Regions from separate parts of the Mus musculus genome. Here regions 2, 3, 4, 5 and 6 are each linked to region 1. A link is a contact called in public Hi-C, HiChIP or PLAC-seq and promoter capture Hi-C data. All regions are on one chromosome and are shown on one strand. Each heading gives the region's core, a stretch centred on a gene start, on an enhancer-like site or on the middle of the called end of the contact. The rest is flanking DNA. Distances are from core to core; before and after follow the strand shown. Region 1 holds the start of Bod1 (biorientation of chromosomes in cell division 1). Region 2 holds the start of Nprl3 (nitrogen permease regulator-like 3). Region 3 holds the start of Snrnp25 (small nuclear ribonucleoprotein 25 (U11/U12)). Region 4 has its middle 16 kb from the start of Gm46275. Region 5 holds the start of Sh3pxd2b (SH3 and PX domains 2B). Region 6 holds the start of Chac2 (ChaC, cation transport regulator 2).

Region 1 (3,513 bases), core at 623-3,122:
AGAGTGGCTACTTGTTTTGTGCTCTAATTTCAGTTCTCTTGGGTAGCAAATGTTGGGTGAGAGCATCTTGGATCACTGCCTACTGTGCATCTTCCCCGGAGCCAAGGGCACTGTAAATGTTATCCACATCTTTTTCAGTTGTCATGGGTGACGAGGAGGAACCACAGCAGATGTAGTTCTGAGAGCTGGGGAAGTTGATGAGTTGATGATCAGCCAAGAAACAAAGAGGACAGAAGCACCTAAGAAATCAAAACTGTCCAGGCATGGTGGCACACACCTTTTAGCCCAGCACTTGGGAGGCAGAAGCAGGCGGATCTCTGTGAGTTCAAGACCAGCCTAGTCTACAAAGCGAGTTCTAAGACTGCCAGGGTAGTTAAACAGAGAAACCCTGTCTTGAAAAAAAAAATCAAATATGATCTCTCCTATAAAATATATAAAATTTGTGTTTAGAAGAAGAAATTAAGTTTTTTTTTCCTCCCTCACTTTGTAAGACCTGCAAATGTTAGAATCCCGTGGACATTTTTTATTTACACAAAGGAATTTGATGGCCTTTTCTCCTTGGTGCAGTGACCTCTTTCCCCTTCCTCCTCTACTTCTTATGCACAAATTCTTTTCAGATAACTGAGTAAGATTGTTATGTTGGACCCTAGCCAACTGAGAAAAGACAGGATTCACCTTCCTCAGAATAAAAACCAAATGCACTTCCTGTCTAGGTGTGTTCCCTCCCCTGCCCTTTCCTGCCCCAGCAAGCCTCTTGATCAAGTAAAGTTTGCCTCATCCAGACACTTAGCTGAAATGATGGTCTCTCTTAGCAATCCAAACTTTTTTTTCTAATAGGGGCAACAGTGGGGAATTCAGTGCAGACTTGTGGGTGTAAAAGCTAGGGTATTTTACTTGTTGTAAAATGACAGCTAGCTATCAGGACCGTGGATATGTTAGGTTAAACACTGGACCACAGCACCTACTATACTTCATCTAGGTATATATATGACCACGGTAATTATTTCTGTTCTTCTATTTCTGCATCTGCACAAAGAAATAGTAGTGCCAGCTTTCAGGTAGTTGTGAACGTATTTAAAGAGTGCAGCACTATTACATCTAATTCATTCTACTTACTGGATCTACTATTAGTAATGCTGACAATATTTAATGCTAAGGCGAAAATCCACACATGCAAAAAAGACTTAACAGCAGTTTTTATTTTCTTCTTGTTATTTTACGAGTTCGTAAAATGAATCTGCATTGCTATTAATCAGGCAGAAGGGTACAAACTTTTGAACAGAAGTTTGATTAGTAGGCAGGTTAGAGAGCTTGAGAGGGTATAGGCACTTGCCACTGAGCTGGAGGATACGTGTTCGATCCCACCACTTACATCACAGGAGAGACCAGTGTGTCCCAAGTAGTCCTCTGACCTCCACATATGTGCTGTCGCACGCTCCACCGCCCCTCCCTGCCACACAAAAAGTAAAAATTAATTTTGTCAAAACAATAAGATTAACCCATTGTTAACCAAATCTCCCAGATCACATTATTTAAGGGGATCGTGGGAATGGAGCGACTGTCAAAAGCACAGGCTGCCAGGCATAAATACAGAGCTGCTGAATCACAGTCGTTAAAGGATACACTCGTAATCTTTTAATCAGTTCTGCAGGTGACCCGGAGGTCTGATTTGGGAGGGCTGCCGTGACTGGGTAGGTTCTGAGCCTACAATGCCCAAGCTGTCCCGCAAACTAGCGCGAGCGAGCCAACAGCCTGCCGGGAGTTGTAGTTTCTAACGGCCAGACACGGGCTATAAGAACATAGGTGATGGCTCCAGGAAACCAACCGTCCCACAATGCAAAGGCCGTCGGTGACGCCATTAGACGAGCGCCGGCAGCGCGGCGAGCGGGGAGCGCCTTGGTCCCCGCCGCCTCCCACCCTGCCGCCTCCGTCGCCGCCGCCTCCGTGGGCCCCTCCGTGTCTGCGCAGCTCTGCCCGCGGCTCCCGGAGGAGCAGCGGAGCGCGGGGCCCGGCGCGGGCGCGGGGTGCGGCCATGGCGGACGGTGCGGGAGCAGGCGCGGCGGGCCAGGCTTCGGGACCGTCCGGGGGCTCGAGTGGGGCCGGCGGCCCTGTCAATCCCGCTTCGCTGCCTCCGGGAGACCCGCAGCTCATCGCTCTCATAGTGGAGCAGCTCAAGAGCCGTGGGCTGTTTGACAGCTTCCGCCGGGACTGCCTGGCCGACGTGGACACTAAGGTACCTGAGCCTCGGGGGACCAAGGGGGGCGGACCATCCAGTTGCTTTGACGTGCCAGAGCCCGGAGTAAAACAAAAGGCACCTCGAGAGCCTGGCAGGGACGCGCTGCTCGGGGCACTACCGGTATCTTCTGAGTGGTGCACACCCGACACCGGAGCCCTTACCAGCTGTGATTTTTAAATCAATCAATCAATCAATCTATCTATCTATCTATCTATCTATCTATCTATCTATCTATCTATCTATCTATCTATCTATCTATCTATCTATCTATCTATCTATCTATCTATCTATCTATCTATCTATCTATCTATCTATCTATCTATCTATCTTCTGAGTGGTGCACACCCGACACTGGAGCCCTTACCAGCTGTGATTTTTAAATCAATCAATCAATCAATCTATCTATCTATCTATCTATCTATCTATCTATCTATCTATCTATTCATTTATTTATTTATTTATAGTTCTTTCGCTTTTCTGAACTTGAGGATTCTTTAATGGCTGCACACGTATACCCACTCCATACCCAAGAAACTTGTGTTTTACAACCCATGGGAAAGGTAGAGTACTTTAGAAGCTCCACCCGTTCCCTTGTTCACCTGGGAGGTGATTTTTAGCACTGGCTGGATGGGACTGCACGTTAATAGTCCCTTTCCCCAGCTGAATCATTTGCAGACTTGTTTGAGGTCAAATTGGGATAAGCTGTCGAATCAGCACCTTCTTTTTTTCCATTTAACTAATTGAAATGGAGTTAATGGCTATGTTAGATCCAGTGCCAAAGGCCAGTCTACCGTTAAACAAAATGCTAATTCACCTCATTTGGAAACTTTGGAATGTGTGTCACGGGGCAGGTATATAGTAGCCAGAACATTTCCTTTCCCATTACAAAACTTGCTTGCCAAGATTAAGGTGTGGAGCTAGGAGCCTCTTTGCTGACTGAGAGGGCTCCCCAGGGTAGTGGTTGCTCCTCATGCTGTCAGGGCTGTGAGTCACCAAGCAAGCTGGTCTAGTAGGCCTTAGCTGGGGCTCAGCTGTCAGCTACAGGCTGCTGGGGCCTGTCCTACGGCTTTGATGTGCGGTAAGGTCTTCCCTACATAGACATGTCTTAGGCCACAATCTGCACAGGTAGGCCATCCTTCCTGCTTCCATGTTCTCGTAGAGCGACCAGAGCCATGCAGACACTGACATGCCATTCACCAAGGATCGGGTGAAGAGGTACTATCTGCCTCCAGTTGGAGAGAAGGTCAGGGGCTCAGAACATTCCTTGTACTCACGAG
Region 2 (3,567 bases), core at 860-3,359, 600 kb before region 1:
CTGGCTTTGCTCTGTTAGAACAGTTCTGTAGTCGGTGGGGCTGGCTTTGCTCTGTTAGAACAGTTCTGTAGTTGGTGGGGCTGGCGTTGCTTTGGTTTGGTTTTAAGGTAAGGGCATAGACACTCAAGGAGATTATAAACATTGCCTGTGGTTCCAACTGAGGCGAGAACTAGCTGAATAATTTGCGGTGGGCTGGGTTGTTGACTGGATAGAGGCCATCTTGGCTTCACAACCTGTGGACACAAAGAGCCTGGCCCTGTGGGGAGTCCGGGATGCTGGAGCTGCTGATCTATAGTCAGTTCTGCAAGCTCCAGGCACATTTTGAACTTGAGCAATTTGACTCAGATCAGGTCTGTCTGTTCAATCAAGTAGAAGAAACCAGACTTGGGAGGGCAGTCTGTAGATCCCCCAAGAAAGGTGACCATGGGAGGCAAATTAATCTCGTCCATTCAGTTTCACCAATTAAACCTTTCTGATGACTTTAGACTCAACTTCCGACCCAGTGTGATGAAGGGTCATCTCTAGCCATAGGATTCAGGACAGGGCAGAGAGTTTAAAACTATTTCTGTTGTGGGCGAGTGGCTCTTTCTTGGAGAGGAACACTCAGTGAAGAAGGCAGCTCCCAGATAGCGTCTGTGAGCTCCACCCAGCCCTTGGCCTGAGCAAGTGACGGGACAGATAAGGCCTGGCACCCATATGGTTTCCTACTCTACCTAAGGGAGACCTTGGGGGATGGGGTGCAAGGGTCCAAAGTTCCAGTTTCCAAAGGTTTACTTCTGCAGAGGGGGTCTTGAATCCACATTGTTTTACATTTGAAATGAAGCCTCTCTTCTGTAAGACTTTAACATCAGAGTCGGAAGGTATGGCCTGCAGAGCTCAGGCTGGCTCTGCTCCTTCACAACAGCTCAAATCCAGCTTCTGGCGGGGAAACTGGGGTCCCCAGTGGAGTCCACGGTGTGACCTACGTTTTGATTTCTGGAATAGCTGATGGTATTTCTTCACAATGATGTGGACACCTTGGGAGTTGAGGTGATGCATCCCAGGTTAGTTAGTCCTGGGTTCTCCTATCCAGTGCTGTCAGTATTGGGTAAGGCAGCCTCAGAGGGGAGTACAGTGGACTTCTGTAGACTGGGATCTCATCATTTCCCCCACACGCAGCATTATTACCACGTCCATTTCAGAGCTAGTGACGGTAGAAAAGATTGAACCCAGGGCCTCGTATATAATGTCAAGTGCTCACTAGCAAGCAACATCTCTTTCCCTTTTTGAGAAGGCCTCAATGAGTTGCCCTGCCTGGCTTTAACTTCCTATCCTGCTACCCTAGTCTCCCTAGTAGCTGGAAATACAGGTCTCCACCACTGAGCCTGGCTGTCACTATTAATTACATAGAAAATTATACTGTGAATACTCCTGTGAAGGTTGCTGGCAAAAAATGGGTCCAGAGATCATAGTTGGGGAAACTCTGGGCTCCTTGGTTTAGGTCTTCCTATCTCAGAGGCAACCACTGGGGTCCCAAGGCTCTGGCTAATCAAGTGGCAGAATGGCCCGGGGGAGTAAGAGGGAAAACCTGGACCACAGTCCTGCCTGGCTCAAGTGCCCCGGTCCCTATGCACTCCCGCTGGTTCCGTGGGAAGGTCCCACGACCCATCCCAGGCACCTGGTTCCATCTCTCTGTCTGCTTCCCTCCCAGCCCCTTCCTACTCCTGACCTCACACAACACTCAAATCACACATGACTGGGATAAAGGCTTGCAAAATGAGTTAAAGTCATTCCTTTCACATCACACATCCAAACCATCAAAAGGCAAACATAAGTGCAACTCTCAGACACTGGCAAATATTCAAATGGTACCTTCTCATTGAGTAATAGTTGGGGGGCGGGGAGGGGGAGGTTGAAATACGACTATTTTCTCTCTTTGTAAAGTTTGAAAACATGATTGTTATGTGATGAGCAGGCTAGTACAATCCAGACCACCGCTCCTGCCTTTCTTACAGTTTAAAGTTTATACGCTCTGGTTAAATCAAGTGTATGACTTTAAACTGCAGACAGCTTTCCCTAGCGAGCTACTAGAGTGCAGCCAAGGCGTCGCGCCGGCGCAGTCGCCTGTCCGGGCATGCGCGGGGGCTGTGGAGCGCCGCTCGGCGAAGTCTCGCGAGAGTGAGCGCCGAGGCCGAGGTGCCGGCTTCCTCCGTGTCCCTGCGGGCCCGGCGCCTGCCTTCGGCTTTTGCGGTCCCTACGCGAGTTCCTCTCAGGCGCACGCCCGGGCTCCCGCAGGATGGGGGACAATACCAGCCCCATCAGCGTGATCCTGGTGAGCTCGGGCAGCAGGGGCAATAAGCTGCTCTTCAGGTACCCCTTCCAGAGGAGCCAGGAGCACCCCGCGTCCCAGACAAGTAAGTGGCTCCTGGCGGTCACCCGCCCCGCCACGCGCAGTGCACAGTGCGGAGGAGGAGGAGGAGGAGAGGGGCCGCGGCACGACTCCTGAGTCTCCAGCCCATGAAATAAAAATGCGTAAGAATTGCCAGCTCCAGCAGTGGTGCGCATCTGGGATCCCAGCGCCCCGGACGCGGAGGCCGGGGTATTGCCATGAGCCCAAGGCCAGCCATTTCTCCAGACAAATCCAGAAAGACACCAGATTTTACAAGCACAGACACGAATTTATAAGTTATTTTAGAAAATATAAGCGACTTTAAGGTCTGAAGTTGATCTTGAACTCTGGTCCATGCCCATTGTGGATAACTGCTCACCATCTTGATAATCATCCCTCCTGTATATAAACTCTGAAAGTGTACCCACCAAAAAATAAAATACAGCATCATCCTTTCCCCGAGCCCCTCAGAGAATCTCAGGACACTCATTTGTTATTTTGTAGCATCCGCCTTGAAGGTTCTTGGAGTTATTGAGCACATAACTCCTGTCTAGTCGCAGTACACTGCTGCATGGATCAGGCATAGCCTGCCTCTGTAGGCAGTGTTCTTTAAAGCTCGCTAATATAATACAAAGGGTTTTAAGTTATAAAAACATAAAGATGGTACCAAGCTCTCAGAACCCCCTCCCTCATCCCCCTAAAGGGCAACTATCGTCACCATTTTCCAAATCTGTTTATACACAAGCAAAGCACACATTCCAAGTACAAAAGGAACTACATGGCCCATTTTTTCCCTGATATATATATATATATATATATATATATATATATATATATATATATATATATTGAAATAGACCGGATGGTCTTTTTGCTCATTTTCTTCTGTACTTTATGTCTATGTCTTAAACAGGTTCAACCTCACCCTGAGACAGGTTTCCTGTGTAGTCCTGGCTGTCCTGAAACTCACTCTGTAGACCAGGCTGGCCTTGAACTCAGAGATTTGCCTGCCTCTGCCTCCTGAGTCCTGGGACTAAAGGCCTGGGCCACCACCGCCGCCAGCCACCTTGTTCTTATTAATGACTGCAGTGAAGTCCATGAGATGAGCGTACTCTGGTTTATTCGTCCAGCCCCTGTTGAGGGCAGTAGTTTTCAGTCTTTTCAGGCTGGGCACTGGCTCTGCCAGCATGAGACCCCTA
Region 3 (3,297 bases), core at 106-2,605, 530 kb before region 1:
CCTGTCAGTGGCCCTGATCAAAAAAGGGAACCAAGCTTGCCTACTGTTATGGTTTGCATATGCTCAGCCCAGGGTGTGGCACTATTAGAAGGTGTGGCCCAGTTACAATAGGTGTAGCTTGCTGGAGTAGGTGTGTCACTATGGGCTTGGGCTTTAAGACCCTCATCCTTGCTGCCAATATTCTGCTAGCAGCTTTCAGATGAAGATGTAGAACTCTCAGCTCCCCCTGCACCATGCCTGCCTAGATGCTGCCATGCTCTTGCCTTGATGATAATGGACTGAACCTCTGAACATGTAAGCCAGCCCCAATTAAATGTCCTTATAAGAGTCCACGTGGTCAGCCACCTCAGTGAAGTTGGAGATTAGGTTGTATTGAATAAACTTTAAAGGAAAAAAAAAAAAAAGGAGTTGCCTTGGTCACACTGTCTGTTCACAGCAGTAAAACTCTGACTAAGACACCTATTGTGTGTTAGGATTTTCAATTAACACTGGGCCTGGCGATCCTGAGAGTATTGTATCAAGAGGCTCCAGGCCTGTACCTCAGGTCCAGGGTGCAACTGACCGGCTACCTAAAACCTTTGATAACAAAATGTCTTTTGTTTGTTTTGAGGCAGAGACCCACTACTCCAGACCCTTGGCTGGCCTGGAGCTCTCAATGTATCAGGCTGGCCTCAAACTCACAGAGATTCCCTTGCCTCGGCATCCCGGGTGCTGAGATTAAAGGTCTGGCCAGACAAGAGATGTTTTAATAAAACACAGAGGGAAGTACAAATAAACTTGTGTAACTCAGTGGTAGAGCACTTATTTAGCATTCGAAAGGTTCTCAGTTTGGCTCCCAGTTCTGTGCGCACACAGACGTTAAATAAAAACACCTTTGATTGGCAAGGTTAAAGAATACATTAACTACTAAGTCACGCATACTGAAGTTTCAGGCAAAAGGAAAAGACTTGTCACACTCATCCTGAGTTCATATCTTAGTGTTTGTTTAATTCAAACTTCACGGCTCAGAGGGGCTCCTCACCCTAAGCGTTCCACTTATGCGCAGAAGCGTCTTTCTCTGGTGGGACCACCAGCGCCCATCCACACCCCAGAGCCCTGTCTCGCACCTGGATCGGAAGGTCGCAGAGCAGCGGGTCTTGCACCACCATGGCGAGACCTTCTTGGAACACGTCCACAGCCTCGGAATGGGGCAATGTCTCCTCATCATCCTCGTCGTCCTCCGGCACCTCCGGCCGATCCTCAGCCTCCGGGTCCTCCAGGACTGCCTACTACTAGACTAGTGTTGCTTTCCGGCGCTCCTCCAGCCTGCCCTGCCTTCCAGGTTGATAAGCAAAAGGCGCGTGCGCAGTGATTGTGTCCCGCCCCGACGAGATAGCTTAGCCAATGGTATACTGCGTGGCTTCAGTAGCCAATGAAATGTGCGAGTCTTCGGGAGGCTGGGAGCGTGCAGACAGCAGGTTATTGGCTGGATAGAGCAGGTCACGTTGGTGGTGCGAGCGGCGCGGGAGCTACGAGCTATTCTGTTCCCCGCTGCTGAGCTTCTCTTCGGTCTGGGCTGGTTGTCAAGGAAGGCCAGCGTTGCTATCGTTTCGCGCAAGACACCTGTCCCCGTGCACGGCATCACCCAACAAGGTGACGCTGGGAGGCGGGCGCCTCCTGCTGCCTGGGGCCTGCCGTTGCCACTCGCGTGCTGTTGCCCCAGCCAGGTCGCTTCGCAGTCACTTGAGATTATGCCATGGGCTCCATTCCAAAAAATTGCCTAAAAGGTCCACTTTAAAGTAAGGTGGAAGCCGGGCATGATGGTGCACGCCTTTAATCCCAGCGCTTGGTAGGCAGAGGCAGGCGGATCTCTGAGTTCGAGGCCAGCCTGGCCAGAGTGAGTTCCAGAACAGCCAGGGCTATACAGAGAAACCCTGTCTCAAAAATCCAACCAACCAACCAACCAAAAAACCCACCAACCCCCTCCCCGCACAAAAACCAACTCCAACTCCAACACACACACACACACAAATAGAATAAAAAGTGAAGTGAAGCTTTGGCTTGGTGGCACACACCTTTAATCTCAGCACACAGGAGGCAGAGGCAGTTGGATCTGAATCGAGAGCTAGGTCTGTATGGGAGAGCAGGGACTACAGAGGGAAGTTGTCTAAACAAAACAAATCTAGGCGGGACCTGTGGTCCTCGGAGCTGTCAAGGGCAGCCTTGCCATGCGCTGATCTCTAGTCCTCGTGTTCTTTTACACCACCAGTCCCTGTAACAACTGTTCTTATGAGGACGCTGTGTAGGCAGCACTGTGGGCTTTTTCTTTTTTCTTTGCTCCCGTCACATTCCCTGGATAGCTACTTTAATCACTTGCCTCATTTTTAAAATCCTATGTGTATGGGTCATTTTCGGCGTGTATTTCTTCTGGGCACTGAGAAACATCGTGTGAGTGCTGGGAATCAAATTTGGCCCTCTGGAAGAACAACAACCGTGTCTCTCTCTCTCTCTCTCTCTCTCTCTCTCTCTCCCTCCCTCCCTCTCTCTCTCTCTCCCTCTCCTCCCTCTCCCTCCCTCCCTCTCTCCCTCCCTCCCTCCCTCCCTCCCTCCCTCAATCATGGTTATCCTACTTAAAACTCTTATCCCCTATGCCAAGCTTGTTGTACGCACTTGGAGAAAATCCTAGCACTTGGAGAGACTGAGGCAGGAGAAAGGGTTTAAAGCCCAGGAGAGTTGCACAGCAGAGATAAAGAAGAAAGTAAGAGGAACAGGTTACATAGTGAGACCCTTTCTCAAAACAAAAATAAACAGAAAATCTACAGTATAGATTAATGTGGCCATAAGTAAGCACAATTTATTTGTCTTTGACATTTTTGTTTGAGATATCTTCTCTCAAATGAACTGTTTCAGGCAATTTTGGCTTTATCAGCTATGTCTATTAGTTTTCTGCCTTTATCAGCAGAAAAAGCAAGCCAGATCTTTCCTTTCCCATGTTTTCCTTTCTAGGCCATCACGATTTTCATGTCCTACCATTCTACCTCATACCTATATCTATATTTCTATAGCTCCATATTCCCACATGCATACACATCTGTGAACCAGAGTATCAGTTATTAAGCCTTGTAAACATAATTATATTTGCCCTTGGGGACACCAAAAGACTAAGCATTAAAGGAACTCTGGCCTATTTTGAGGGTAGGGTAGTGTGCTTGTGGTTGGGCTCAGTTAGTTATTGTAGGCAAAATTATGAATGTGTCTTCACTTGGAAATTAAGCATGGCATAAGGATGTGTGTCTGGGTGTCAAGTTTACAAGGGGT
Region 4 (3,711 bases), core at 689-3,188, 650 kb before region 1:
AGATGCTGCATGGTTCTAGGGTCTCCACTGGAGAGTAACCGCCAAGGACTTCCTTGCGGGTGGACCCAGTGATTCTCTAGATCTGTGGTACAAGGCTTATGACTCTTGCCATCCTGCATTCTTCACACCCATAAAACCAATGCCCTGTGGATGCTGTCACCAAGTTATTCTGCCTTCTCTGGGTGGAGACCACAAATGCACTGGCTTTTGAGTGTTGGCATTGGGAAACACTTCCCAGAGTCATTCAACCAGCTTTTATATGGCGTTCTTAGTTTGGACACTTTCCTCTTAAATGAACTTGCATATTTGCAGTATGGAGTTCTCTGGGGTGGGTCTTACACCCAGGGCACCTTTCCTGTCACCCAGGGTCAGCTTCTCTTCCATGCTGCTCATCTCCTTAATAGTTACACCTGCTGTGTCACCTGCCTGTCCTTCCCTGGAACTTTAATCTTACCTGCACACCCTTTTAACCAAACTTCAAGGATGCCCCTTTTTCTCTCTCACGAGAGGCCTCAATGAGAACAGCAAGCAATGACCTCGCCACAGCCCAAATGAGCTCCCGATTGGTCTCCTGTCTGGAGATTTCTTCTGCCAGACACGGCAGCCTGTTCTCCTTAAGTTAAACCCCACTCAACTCAGGACATAGGCAGAATGCACTCAGATCCTTTGCCAAAATATATCACACAATGTCCCCTAACTCACTACCTGATAGAATGTTTCCCCCAAAGCCTTGCCGAGTCTCTACTGTCCACGTTAGTCTGTGCTTACAGTATCCCAGGGCCTTTCTAGGATAAAATTCTAAGTGCTTCCATATGCCTCCCACAAACCAGTCTAAAAGGTCTAAGAACCACATGGTCGGGTTTCTAATGCTCACTCCCCACCCCATTCCAGGTACCAATTTTCAATATTAGTCACTTTCCCGGTTGCTGAAACGACGGGCACAACCAATTTAAGGAAGGGTTTACTGTGGCTCACAATTCTAAGGGGTACAGTCCGTCATGGCAGGAAGGTACGGTGACAGAAGCGGAGGTTGTCACATCGTAGACATCCTGGGAGCAGAGAGAGCTTGCGCTCAGCCGCTTTTCTGTTTATGTAGTCCAGGACTCCAGCCCATGGAATCGTTCAGCCCACATTCACCATGGCTCTCCCATCAGATCCAGGACTGCTCATGGCTTCAGTTCAGCTTTGTCACATCTTTGTCCTTACGTGGTATAAGAATCTCCCCTGGCACTCAAGAAGCTACCCAAGGGCAGTGAGGTGCCTTCTAGTCCCACCAGAGTGCCACTGTGTCTGAACTGACCTCCAGCAATTACACAGGTGACATCAAGAGCAAAACCGTCTCCTACATCTCACAGGTCTGAGTGCGGTCCTACAAATAGACATTTAACAAGTATTTGGTTGTGCAAAGGCAAGGTGATGCTGGAGGTGGTGACGATACTGGAAAAGCCTTGCACCTACTTATAGTGGCCTGCAGGGGGCGCCCCAGAGACCTCCTGCCCGGTAGTCATAAACAGCTGAGAGTGGGCCCCAAGGTGGCGCCACTGGCTTTCTAATGAGAGGGGAGCTAAGCTTACTGTTTTCTTATATTCTAGGTCCTCCACCATGTTGCAGTGTGGCTCGAGGCTCTCAGCAGAGGCCTTCAACCCTCCCACCCTCCAGCACTGTGAGCCGAATCAAGTCTACTGCTCATCCATCTCCCAGACCCAGGAACTCTGTAGTGACAGAACGCGCACCAAGAAAGTGAAGAAAGGTGCTTTGTGGTTAACTGGTCTCATGGATGGGAAGTGCTTGCTTGAGATTGCCCGGTGTTGTCACATATGGGAAGCAGAGCTGGGCAGAGTTAAGCCAAGACGAGTGCCCTCTCCCACAGGGCAGGGCAGTGTGGGTAGGGGAGGACTGGCTGTTCCCAGCTTAGGCTTCTAACCCGTGCTTGTGAAGGAATGTCTGGTGCAGATCACCTGTTCCCTGCATGAGCTCCTGGTCTGAGAGGTGATTGACAGCTTGCTCCGTCTGAGGCTTGGTGACAGTGTCCTGGGTCCATTGTCTCAGTTTCCAGATAGTTCCAGACAAAACCAAACACAGCTGCTTTAGGGGCACACAGGAGAGAGACGGTCTGCTATTTTAAGACAGCCACTGAGTTCTTTTTCACAGCCCTGGAGCAGCAGAGCAGACCACAGGGGAGCGGGTGAGTCACAAAGGGTCAGGGAGGGCTTTGGAGGTGGAGCAGCAGAGGTCTGCCTAGGCTTATGGACAGTTCAGGGCACACCAGCACCCGTCCTTGTCAATTAGGCGATGCCTCCATGCCACTAGTGGGGAAACCGAGGCAGGGATGTTGATAAGGGGGGAGTTGTGAGGAACAAATCTTCATGTACTCAAGTGATGCCATGTGAGCCTTCTCCCCAGTTTAACTGGTCAATAAAAGGCTAGAGCCTGTGACTGGGCAGCAGGGGAGGGAGAAAGGTGGGACTGGAGGTTTAAGAGAGAGGGTTGCAGGGAGGGGGGGGCTGAGGAGGAGGAAGATGCCATGGTCCGGAACCAAGTGGCCAGGAGAAAGACCCAGTAACAGGGCATTACAGCTGGGGAATGAGCTAGTATAGCCCTAACTCTGCCCAGTCTGGGCACACGGCTCATAAATAAAATATCTGATTGTGTCTCTTTTATACAGGCTTATTAGGTTTGTAAATTATTACTTCAGACTGCTTTCCTTTGTAAGTGACAGAAGTCTCCTGTTTTGTTTGAGCTAGGGGATTATGTTGGTAAAAGAAAAGCAAATTGTAGACACATGGAATTTATACAGCAGGTATTTAAAAAAAAAGAAAACAACAACAACAACAAAAAAAAAAAAACCATGGCTGAGGAGCCTGAGTTTGAACCCCTAGAATCCATGTCCAAAGTCAGGCATGGTGGCGCCAGGTGGTGATACTCTCAGAACTGGGGAAACAGAGACTGGAAGATCCCTGGAGCTCAGACAGATAGCCTGCTCAGTGAGACTATGTTAAAACAACAACAAAAAAAAAGGTGGTGTCTGAGGAACGACACCCAGGTCTGTCCTCTGGCTTCTACATATGTAAGTGCAAACACACATGCACACACATGCATGCATGTGACCAACACACCTATGTGTATCTTTCCCCACCACCACAAGATACACAAACAAAACAAAGGGTAAACCATGGGTCTCTGATTCGGTAGGTCCATAGACATTATCAAGGTCTGGATAAGTTCTGGCAGGGGGTTAGGCTGTCACCTTCTCGAGAGGCTGGGTGGAATAGACTTGGGGTGATCTTCCAGGTTCCTCTAATCTGATAGGGTAATCATTTTATATTTACTTGTGTGTCTGTGAGCCAAGGAGCTTTAGACGAACTGGTTCTTGGTTTTGACACACTGTTCTTAAGGAAGACCCTCAGATCCTGCAGTTGCTGTGTAGGGACAACCTCGGGGAGCTACACCCCCAAATTAATAAAGTCATGGTAGCTGTTCAGGTAATTATTGCTGATCCAAAGACAGACCAGAGACCTAGGAAGGTTGGACAATATACTCATCTGGATTTCAGCTTCCCGCCTGCTTCCTACAACTGGGAGTCACGTATGTTTCCAGCATCTGTCTGGAAATCAAATGTCACTTTTCAAGGGAGAAATCCCAGAAGATTGATTATGCCCCAGAGATTTATCTCCAGAAGTTTTGGAAAAGTGAAACACGTTTAAAAAAAAA
Region 5 (3,259 bases), core at 18-2,517, 680 kb before region 1:
CAATTTAGCTGAGCTCTGAAGCAGGGAAAACTTAGCTCTATTTAAAGATACCACAGGTCCAGGAAGCAGCCCCCCGCTGGCTGGCCCAGGGCTGAGTTACTGAAGGCCTAGACTATAACAATACACTGGAACACAGCACACCCTTTCTTGTAGAGTACAGTGGATACCCGGCCATCTCCTTTCAGAATTTTATGGGCGACTCAGGGAAGGCATGTATAGCTGTCTGCTTTGTAAGAATGGATCTCTTAAACAAATAGATCCAAAGGGGCTTCCAGGGAGGCCCCTGGCCAGCCTTTCTCCAGCCAACGCCCTCTCTAGTCATTGTTCCTCACTTCTTTGTTAGGATTTTTTTTTCCCTCCCTCTTGCTTTTTTCTTTCCTGGTTAACTTCTTCAGGACTGGCACAGCCACAGGGAAGCCAGTCCCCCTCACACCTGGAGTGAAGTCCCCAGGGCCTCCTCTAAATCCACTGTCCTACTACCCAGAACCTCTGAGGTGGAACCAAGGCCACCTCAACCTCCAACAAAGTCCCCAAGCAGCCTGAGAGGCCACTTCCCACTTGAGGGTCACCGTGGGCCCCAGGCCCATCGTCCACGTTTGAGAATCCTCAGCCTTTGAGTCTCAGCGTTCCCATCTGCAAAATGATGCCAGGGACCCATTTCCTCCACACCTTAGCAGCTCCAAACAAAATTCTCCTGTCACAGAGGGGGGTTACTCCTGGGGAAACTTTCCCACATTGTTAAGCGGAAGTTACAGGGAAGGGGCGCTCAAATGACCCATGCACAGAAGGATGAAGGGCTAGGTTCGCTAATCCTATGAGGCTGGGCGCCTCTGGGTAGGAGGGTGGCCTGAGACCCACGGCTCCGTGGGTTTCTCTCCTGGTTTCTGTCTTAGTCTGCAGCAGCGGCTGGGGCCAGACTTTTGTACGGGTGGGCAAGGCGAGAGCTCGCGAGGAGATGGCGAGGACCAAGGGGCGAGCGGGGAGATGGCGGGGAAGGCACAGGGACCAAGGGCTCGTGGGGAGACAGACAGCAGGGAGGGCGCGGGGACCCGGGGCGCGTGGGGAGACGGCGGTGAGGGCGCGGGGCACAAGTTCTGCGCGGGGCTGGGATCGCCGCGTGGCGCGGACGCCGACTCACATAATGCTTGTTGGGCACGCGCCGCTTCTGCACGTCCAGCACCTTCACCTCCACGATACTGCGCCGCGGCGGCATGGCCGTTCTCCGCGCCCAGCGCCGTGCGGGCCGGGCCGGGCCAAAGCGATCCTTGCCGCCGAGCACTTGCCGCCGCCGCCACCGCCCTCCGCGCCCCGCCCCTGCCCGCCTCCACGCCGCCCGCCCACCCTGCTTAAAGGGCCCTCCCGGCCCGGCCCGGCCACGTCCGCCCGCGGGCCTTTGTCCCCGCGCCCGGCGGGACGGCGCGCTCCGCCCCCCGCGCCCGGGCCTGGCGACTCTAAACCCAGGCACCCAAGCATCTTGCTCGAGCTCTCCATTCCCGTTAAGGGCTCAGGGAGGTTGCCCATCCCCCTCGGTGTGTGAGAACCGCTGGCGTGCCAGTCGCTATAAATCCGATCGCTTGCCCCCAGGGCTGGGGGCGGGGGCTGGGGGTCAGGGAGAGGTGGTCACTAGGTCTCTTGGGTTTACTGTCTATGACAGGGAGAGGAAAAACTGCAAAAATGGCCTGGCAGCCCTGCACAGGGCTGCGAAGGTGAAAGAGAGCAGGGATGCTGGGTAGGTAGCAAGCCCCTGACCCCGTGGGGGACTGAGTCCACACCTGGCCCTGTGCCCTGTCATTATCACGGATGCTCACTTAAAATCTCACAACACCTGGGAGTTGGGGGTCAGGAGGGGATGGTTAATCGCCTTTTACAGAGGACCTGAGGACAGCCTCTAGATTCATGGAGCAGGTGGGTCCAACCCATGGTTGCCCCACACTAAGCAAAGCAAAGCTACAAGTGGCTCCACATCTCTTTTCTCTAGCTCATCCTAGCATTGGCTGGGCGCTCAGTAACTAACAGATGCTGGCTGAATGAATGGATGGATGGATGGATGGATGGATGGACACACATAACACCATGGATAGGAAGTTCAGACTGCAGGTAGTGGTTTCTCAGCCACGAAGCAGGGGTTCCCCTTCAGGCACCTCCCCACCCATAGATCAGTCGAGGAATTTCTTAAGGGAGAGTTCTCGTCAGTCCAGGCAGGCCTTGCAGACTACTTTATTTTGAATCCCTCTGGAAACCCCTCTATTGCCTTTTTGGCTTCTTTGTCCGTGCTTTCTGCTGTTCTGGCCTTGAAGGCTGGTCTGGATGGGCTTCACTAATAGAAGGGGTTACTTGATTGGTACCAGGCCAAGGCGGGAGGATTGTCTTTACCAAAGCCAGTTTTGTACCAAAGATGGCTTTGTGCTGCCTCAGGCACAGGACTATCTTCTTGGCGCTCTTGATTAAGCTGTTCTTACTGACCCACTCGGAGATTGTGGAGAGTGGCATCCATTTGGAACCAGGGCCCTCCCTGGCCCAGTAATTCCCTCCAGTGCACCAGATCCTAAGGTGCTTCCCCAGCAGAGCTGCCACCCAAGGCACCCGCTGGTTTCTCTCATGTCCTGCACAAAGCAGAAGCACAGACTGTAGAAGTTGGATGTACCTGAATCAGCTAGCTCCTCCCACTTCCCAGTTCCCCAGCTCTGCCTGTAGCTGTAGTAATGCCATCATCTTCCCTGTCCCGTCATCCTTGCCCCCATCCTCCACCTCCCACCCTTGCCGGCTGATTTCTGAGTGTGAGTCGGATCACTCTGGGTCGCTCACAACAGTTCAGCCTTGCAGCTTTTGTCCTTGGGTGTCCGCCTCATTTTAGTTAAGCACCCACAAGGTGCATCTGCGTCCTTGCTACCTGCTTCAGAACCTCCTTCCTTTTTGTGGCTGAATACTTTTTCATTGTGTGTTTCCTAGCCCTTCCTTTTCTTTATTCATATAAATGTGGTCACTTTGGCTGTTGCCACCCTTGGGCTATTGTGACTAAGGCTGCTGGGAATGTTGACATACAGATGTCTGTTCAAAGTCCTTACTCAGTAGTTCTTTAGAGTATGTTCTGGATTGCATGGTAATTCTACCTGGATTTGCTCATTCTTTTGTGGCGCTGCATGCCTGTCTTCCTGGTGGCAATTTTGTTTACTTATTTTATATATAGGAAGGCTCTATCTCATGTACACCTGTGTGCTGGAAGCAAGCATTAGATCCCATTACAGATGGTCATGAGTCA
Region 6 (3,817 bases), core at 1,073-3,572, 690 kb after region 1:
GAGCACAGTGTCCCCAATGAAGGAGCTAGAGAAAGCACCCAAGGAGCTGAAGGGGTTTGTAGCCCCACAGGAGGAAAAACAATATGAACTAACCAGTAACCCCCGACCTCTTGGGACTAAACCACCAATCAAAGAAAACTCACGGAGAGACTCATGGCTTTAGCTGCATATGTAGCAGAGGATGGCCTAGTTGGCCATCAATGGGAGGAGAGGGCCTTGGTCCTGTGAAGGATCTATGCCCCAGTATAGGGGAATGTCTGGACCAGGAAGAGGGAGTAGGTGGGTTGGGGAGCAGGGGAAGAGGGGAGAGGATAGGGGATTTTTGGAGGGGAAACTAGGAAAAGGGCTAACTATTGAAATGTAAATAAAGAAAATATCTAATAGGAAAAAAAAAGAAAAATGACAGCAAAGAGTTTAAGAAAAATAATTATGGCAAGCATTGTGAAACCACAACTTGTTATTTTATGGGGTCTCATGCCTTCTTCTGGTGTCTCTGAAGAGAGCAATGGTGGTGTATTCATATGCATAAAATAAATAAATAAATGTAATATATACGTATTTTTTTTCATTCTCTGAAGTTAGCATTTTCCTCTAGTATTGCTGAAGATCAAAAGCAGAAATCCTCATAAATGGGCAATCGCCCAACATTTCTAGACTTATTCCTCCATAAAGAATCAGAATGGTTGAAGTGAGAAATAGCACTAACTCAACAGATGATAGTATTTCTTAGAATGTTTGACCTCTTGGAGAGATGCATTAAACAAGTTTCTCCCCAGAAAAATGCAAATCCAAGCCAAATTTTCTACAGTTTAAGTAGTAACTGCTTCAACACTTTCAAAAGTCTGTATTTGAGTTCAGTGTTTGGAACCTTTATCTAGAGTGTGTATTTTAAAAATCCCTATAACTTAGGAGGAATTTTTTTTTTGCTTCCTTACTATTTATATCACTATAGCAACATTTAGGACATCAGCTTGCTTTTCAGTGGGGTGCCAATCAAAGACAAAAAACAAAGCTCTGTTCTTTTTGGGGGGAGGGAGTGTATATATATCACTTAATTTTCAATTTTTGAGAAATTCAAATACATAAAATATTATAATCTTAAGAATACAAAGAACACAACCCAAAGGAAGACTAAGAAAATATGTTTCCCAATAGTCAACAGTGGTTCTACATATTTTCCCACTAGTGTTTTTATCTAAAATTTAAGGTGTCCTGCCATAGTTCTGCAAGAATAGAACTGTCTGATGGGGAGGCAATGAAAATACTTAAGAGTTAAGAAGGAAATCCAGGAAAAACAATACATTTTAAACTAAATATAAGAATTCTCCTCAACCATCCAAATTAAGTGTTCAGTAAAGAATATTCATTATCCTCAAAGTTTCTTATTAAACAAAACAGCAGCCATTCACCTGAGAAAAGAAAAGGATTCTATAAGCAGCACTGTAAAAGCCACTGGTGAAGTAATGTAATGGGAGAGTGCACCTGCTCGTCTCTGAGCCTCCGAGATTAAGACTGAACAAACTGTTCTTTGAAGTTTAAATAAGTGGTAGGTTTCAAAAGTGAGAAAAATGGCTGAGGTGCCTACTTAACATCATAATAGGCACTGACTGCCAAGTTCTTCCTGCATCCTTCGGTCCTGATCTATTTCAGGACCCTCCTGCTGGCATACCCCAACCCCTACTCTAAACTTTTCCATCCCTAGGGCTGGGCTGACCTTCTAGCAGCAGCCCTTTCCTATATAATCCAACCAAATCCCTTTTGAGCCTCCAGGCTGCTGCACCTAGTCCCTCTCTCTCATCTTTCTTTCCCTCCCTCTTCTCACATGGCACAGCTCAGTTTGGTCCTGCCCACTGTGAACTGTTCCAGATGTCTCTTACTGTATAAAAACCTCTCTCCTTCATCATGCTTAAACAGTCCCGTTCTTCCCCCCCTCCCCCCAATCTGATAAGCAACTTCCATTAGAATCCAGTTGCTTTTTCACACACATAAAACTACTGTTTTGCTTCTATTTAAAAGCAAAGGACACAGGACTTGGTCATACAGATATTATACTTCCGGGATCTGCCACTCTGGCTGCTGTTTGATGTGGGCAGCTAGCCAATTTTCAAAGCACAACAAAATGACTACGTGCTAATTGTGGTGCCCTATAAGACAGGAGTCCTGCCTTTTCTCCTCTTTCAATTCTCACTAGAAAAAAAGGTGGGAGGGGTGCTGCTCCAACTCGAGAGTCGTAAAACTCTAAAGAATTGTGGGTAATGTAGTCCCCTGCCTCCCATTCCCTACCCCCACCCCTCCCGCACCATAGAAGCTCTGAAAACCCAGTGTGCTTTGCGCCGCACATCAGGCGAAGCCAGAGCGCCTGGCACTGCCCCAGCAGCCGGTTACTCCCCTCGGTAGCAGTCTCGTTCTGAAGTCCGAGTGCCGGTCAGGGTCCAGAAAGATGTGGGTGTTTGGTTATGGGTCCCTCATCTGGAAGGTGGACTTCCCCTACCAGGACAAGCTGGTTGGTTACATCACAAACTACAGTCGGCGCTTCTGGCAAGGTAGCACGGACCACCGCGGGGTCCCAGGCAAGGTAAGGAGCCAGCGCCTCATGCCCACCTACCCAGCAGAGCACTGGAACAGGATAAAGCTCTCAACTTCATTGGCCACCTGCCCTTGCCTCTCTCAAGAAGTGGATATCCTTAGGCCGCTTCAGAAGCCAGTAATTAGTTTCTAAAGCAGAAAGCACGGGCACAGGGAGCTCGCCCAAGGCTGAAGTGGCCAGGACAGCACCCTTATCTTGGCAACCTCTGCCACCCCACAAAATAATAAAGTTGAATTTTCATGTCACCACATGGTCAGTGTGTAAATTCGTTGATATGTCTATATTATGCCAGGTTTTTACTGGTCTGAATTTATATGTGCCTGTAAATTTCCAATTTATGTTTCCAATGTTTTAGTTTTAAAATGCCTAAGATCATGAAAGAACTAGTTTCCAGTCATTCCAATTTTTATGCCCATGGTGATTTTTTGATTGAGAGGTATAAGCAAAGTTATGTGAGGTTTGCAGTTCGTTCTGAGTAATGAATTGAAAATCTCCATTATTTGAATGTTCCTTCTCCATAGTTCTCTTGAATTATTAATGTAAATACAAATCATTGGATCTGTTTTTCAGTTCGGTCATATAAAGCATTCAGCTCTCCAGGGGTTCAGAGTGTTAGAAGCAGCTCACTATTTGCCTTGGCTACAAAAAAAAAAAAAAAAAAAAAAAAAAAATCTGTGGAAAAAAAAAGTTAAACAAGTATGAACTAGTAACTTGTTTGGTTAATATCTAACCTTTGGTTTTGAATGTTCCTGTGTTCTCCAACATACTCTTAAAATTAGCCTAGTCTGCTGGTACAAAATTGTAATCCAAAAGAATATCACAAGTTCAATACTGGCCTGGACCTCAAGCTCAGAAACAAGTCTGGGAATATAGCTTAGTAGTAGAGTTCTTACCTAGTGCATGCAAGGCCCTGCCCGAGTTCAATTCCCAGCACCATTTTTAAAAAATACTCTAAAGCATAATATTCTGAAATACTGGAAACCAAGTATCAGAAGAGATTTTAGGAAAGGGAAAGATCACAGTGTGTACCTGCTCAAAAGATACAGGCTTTAAATCAGGAAGAGCATCTGAGGTAGAACCATTCTAACTACAGTTTGTCAATTTAGAATTAAGGTAGACTTTCCTGGCCTGGTGGAACCCAAACAGAGGCCAATGTTTATTTACATCAACAGAAACACCATAACCAAAGAATTACCAAGACTACTATAAAACAATATTTAAAATATTAAA

What was found. Promoter capture Hi-C pulls out the DNA fragments that hold promoters and counts their contacts. A called contact is a pair of places that touch in the nucleus more often than the background predicts. HiChIP or PLAC-seq counts read pairs in DNA pulled down with a chosen protein or histone mark.
Region 2: an H3K27ac HiChIP or PLAC-seq map of extraembryonic endoderm stem cells shows a contact between it and region 1, with 6 times the contacts expected there. The contact joins the promoter of Nprl3 here to the promoter of Bod1 in region 1. A contact is called at or near these places in 11 of 39 promoter capture datasets (the 3T3-L1 cell line, the C10 cell line, the HPC-7 cell line and 6 more), 1 of 15 datasets of contacts at CTCF or cohesin (the NIH/3T3 cell line), 3 of 484 Hi-C or Micro-C datasets (CD4 T cells, CD8 T cells and embryonic stem cells), 10 of 115 datasets of contacts at active chromatin or transcription factors (astrocytes, embryonic basal ganglia, embryonic forebrain and 6 more) and 2 of 9 other capture datasets (embryonic stem cells and liver).
Region 3: a promoter capture Hi-C map of pre-B cells shows a contact between it and region 1. The contact joins the promoter of Snrnp25 here to the promoter of Bod1 in region 1. A contact is called at or near these places in 22 of 39 promoter capture datasets (the 3T3-L1 cell line, 3T3-L1-derived adipocytes, the C10 cell line and 14 more), 7 of 484 Hi-C or Micro-C datasets (B cells, CD4 T cells, CD8 T cells and 4 more), 11 of 115 datasets of contacts at active chromatin or transcription factors (the HPC-7 cell line, T-cell acute lymphoblastic leukemia, embryonic basal ganglia and 7 more) and 5 of 9 other capture datasets (adipose tissue, embryonic stem cells, liver and 2 more).
Region 4: a contact with region 1 is called in a Hi-C map of the G1E-ER4 cell line, with 5 times the contacts expected there. The contact joins the enhancer-like site here to the promoter of Bod1 in region 1. A contact is called at or near these places in 12 of 39 promoter capture datasets (the 3T3-L1 cell line, the C10 cell line, the HPC-7 cell line and 7 more), 1 of 15 datasets of contacts at CTCF or cohesin (embryonic stem cells), 21 of 484 Hi-C or Micro-C datasets (B cells, the Ba/F3 cell line, the G1E-ER4 cell line and 8 more), 3 of 115 datasets of contacts at active chromatin or transcription factors (astrocytes, embryonic stem cells and large pre-B cells) and 2 of 9 other capture datasets (adipose tissue and embryonic stem cells).
Region 5: a contact with region 1 is called in a promoter capture Hi-C map of embryonic stem cells, with 2.6 times the contacts expected there. The contact joins the promoter of Sh3pxd2b here to the promoter of Bod1 in region 1. A contact is called at or near these places in 10 of 39 promoter capture datasets (the 3T3-L1 cell line, the C10 cell line, the HPC-7 cell line and 5 more), 1 of 115 datasets of contacts at active chromatin or transcription factors (extraembryonic endoderm stem cells) and 1 of 9 other capture datasets (embryonic stem cells).
Region 6: a contact with region 1 is called in a promoter capture Hi-C map of hippocampal neurons, with 3 times the contacts expected there. The contact joins the promoter of Chac2 here to the promoter of Bod1 in region 1. A contact is called at or near these places in 4 of 39 promoter capture datasets (cranial neural crest, embryonic stem cells, hippocampal neurons and 1 more), 1 of 115 datasets of contacts at active chromatin or transcription factors (kidney) and 3 of 9 other capture datasets (adipose tissue, embryonic stem cells and liver).

What each region holds. Positions count from the first base shown.
Region 1 is chr11:31,670,221-31,673,733 of GRCm38.p6, reverse strand. It overlaps Bod1 (biorientation of chromosomes in cell division 1), which reads left to right and starts at 1,872. Exons shown (of 4, transcript NM_001024919.1): 1 at 1,872-2,233. The coding sequence starts at 2,033.
Region 2 is chr11:32,266,249-32,269,815 of GRCm38.p6, reverse strand. It overlaps Nprl3 (nitrogen permease regulator-like 3), which reads left to right and starts at 2,109. Exons shown (of 13, transcript NM_181569.3): 1 at 2,109-2,393. The coding sequence starts at 2,276. RefSeq lists enhancers at 488-870, 127-1,033.
Region 3 is chr11:32,203,473-32,206,769 of GRCm38.p6, reverse strand. Snrnp25 (small nuclear ribonucleoprotein 25 (U11/U12)) reads right to left here and starts at 1,355. Exons shown (of 5, transcript NM_030093.3): 1 at 1,107-1,355. The coding sequence starts at 1,148. It also overlaps a transcript of Il9r not described here.
Region 4 is chr11:32,319,163-32,322,873 of GRCm38.p6, reverse strand. No RefSeq gene overlaps it. Among named protein-coding and RNA genes, the nearest start is that of Gm46275, 16 kb to the right of the region's middle. Within about 2 kb of position 1,938, at least 18 of the 459 cell types and tissues checked have an H3K27ac peak or open chromatin away from gene starts, as enhancers often do. A contact at or near this core is called in the G1E-ER4 cell line and stem cell-derived neural stem cells, where this site is marked.
Region 5 is chr11:32,345,848-32,349,106 of GRCm38.p6, reverse strand. It overlaps Sh3pxd2b (SH3 and PX domains 2B), which reads right to left and starts at 1,267. Exons shown (of 13, transcript NM_177364.4): 1 at 1,139-1,267. The coding sequence starts at 1,213.
Region 6 is chr11:30,984,870-30,988,686 of GRCm38.p6, reverse strand. Chac2 (ChaC, cation transport regulator 2) reads left to right here and starts at 2,322. Exons shown (of 3, transcript NM_026527.3): 1 at 2,322-2,575. The coding sequence starts at 2,441. The region is part of intron 1 of Asb3 (ankyrin repeat and SOCS box-containing 3); the gene reads right to left.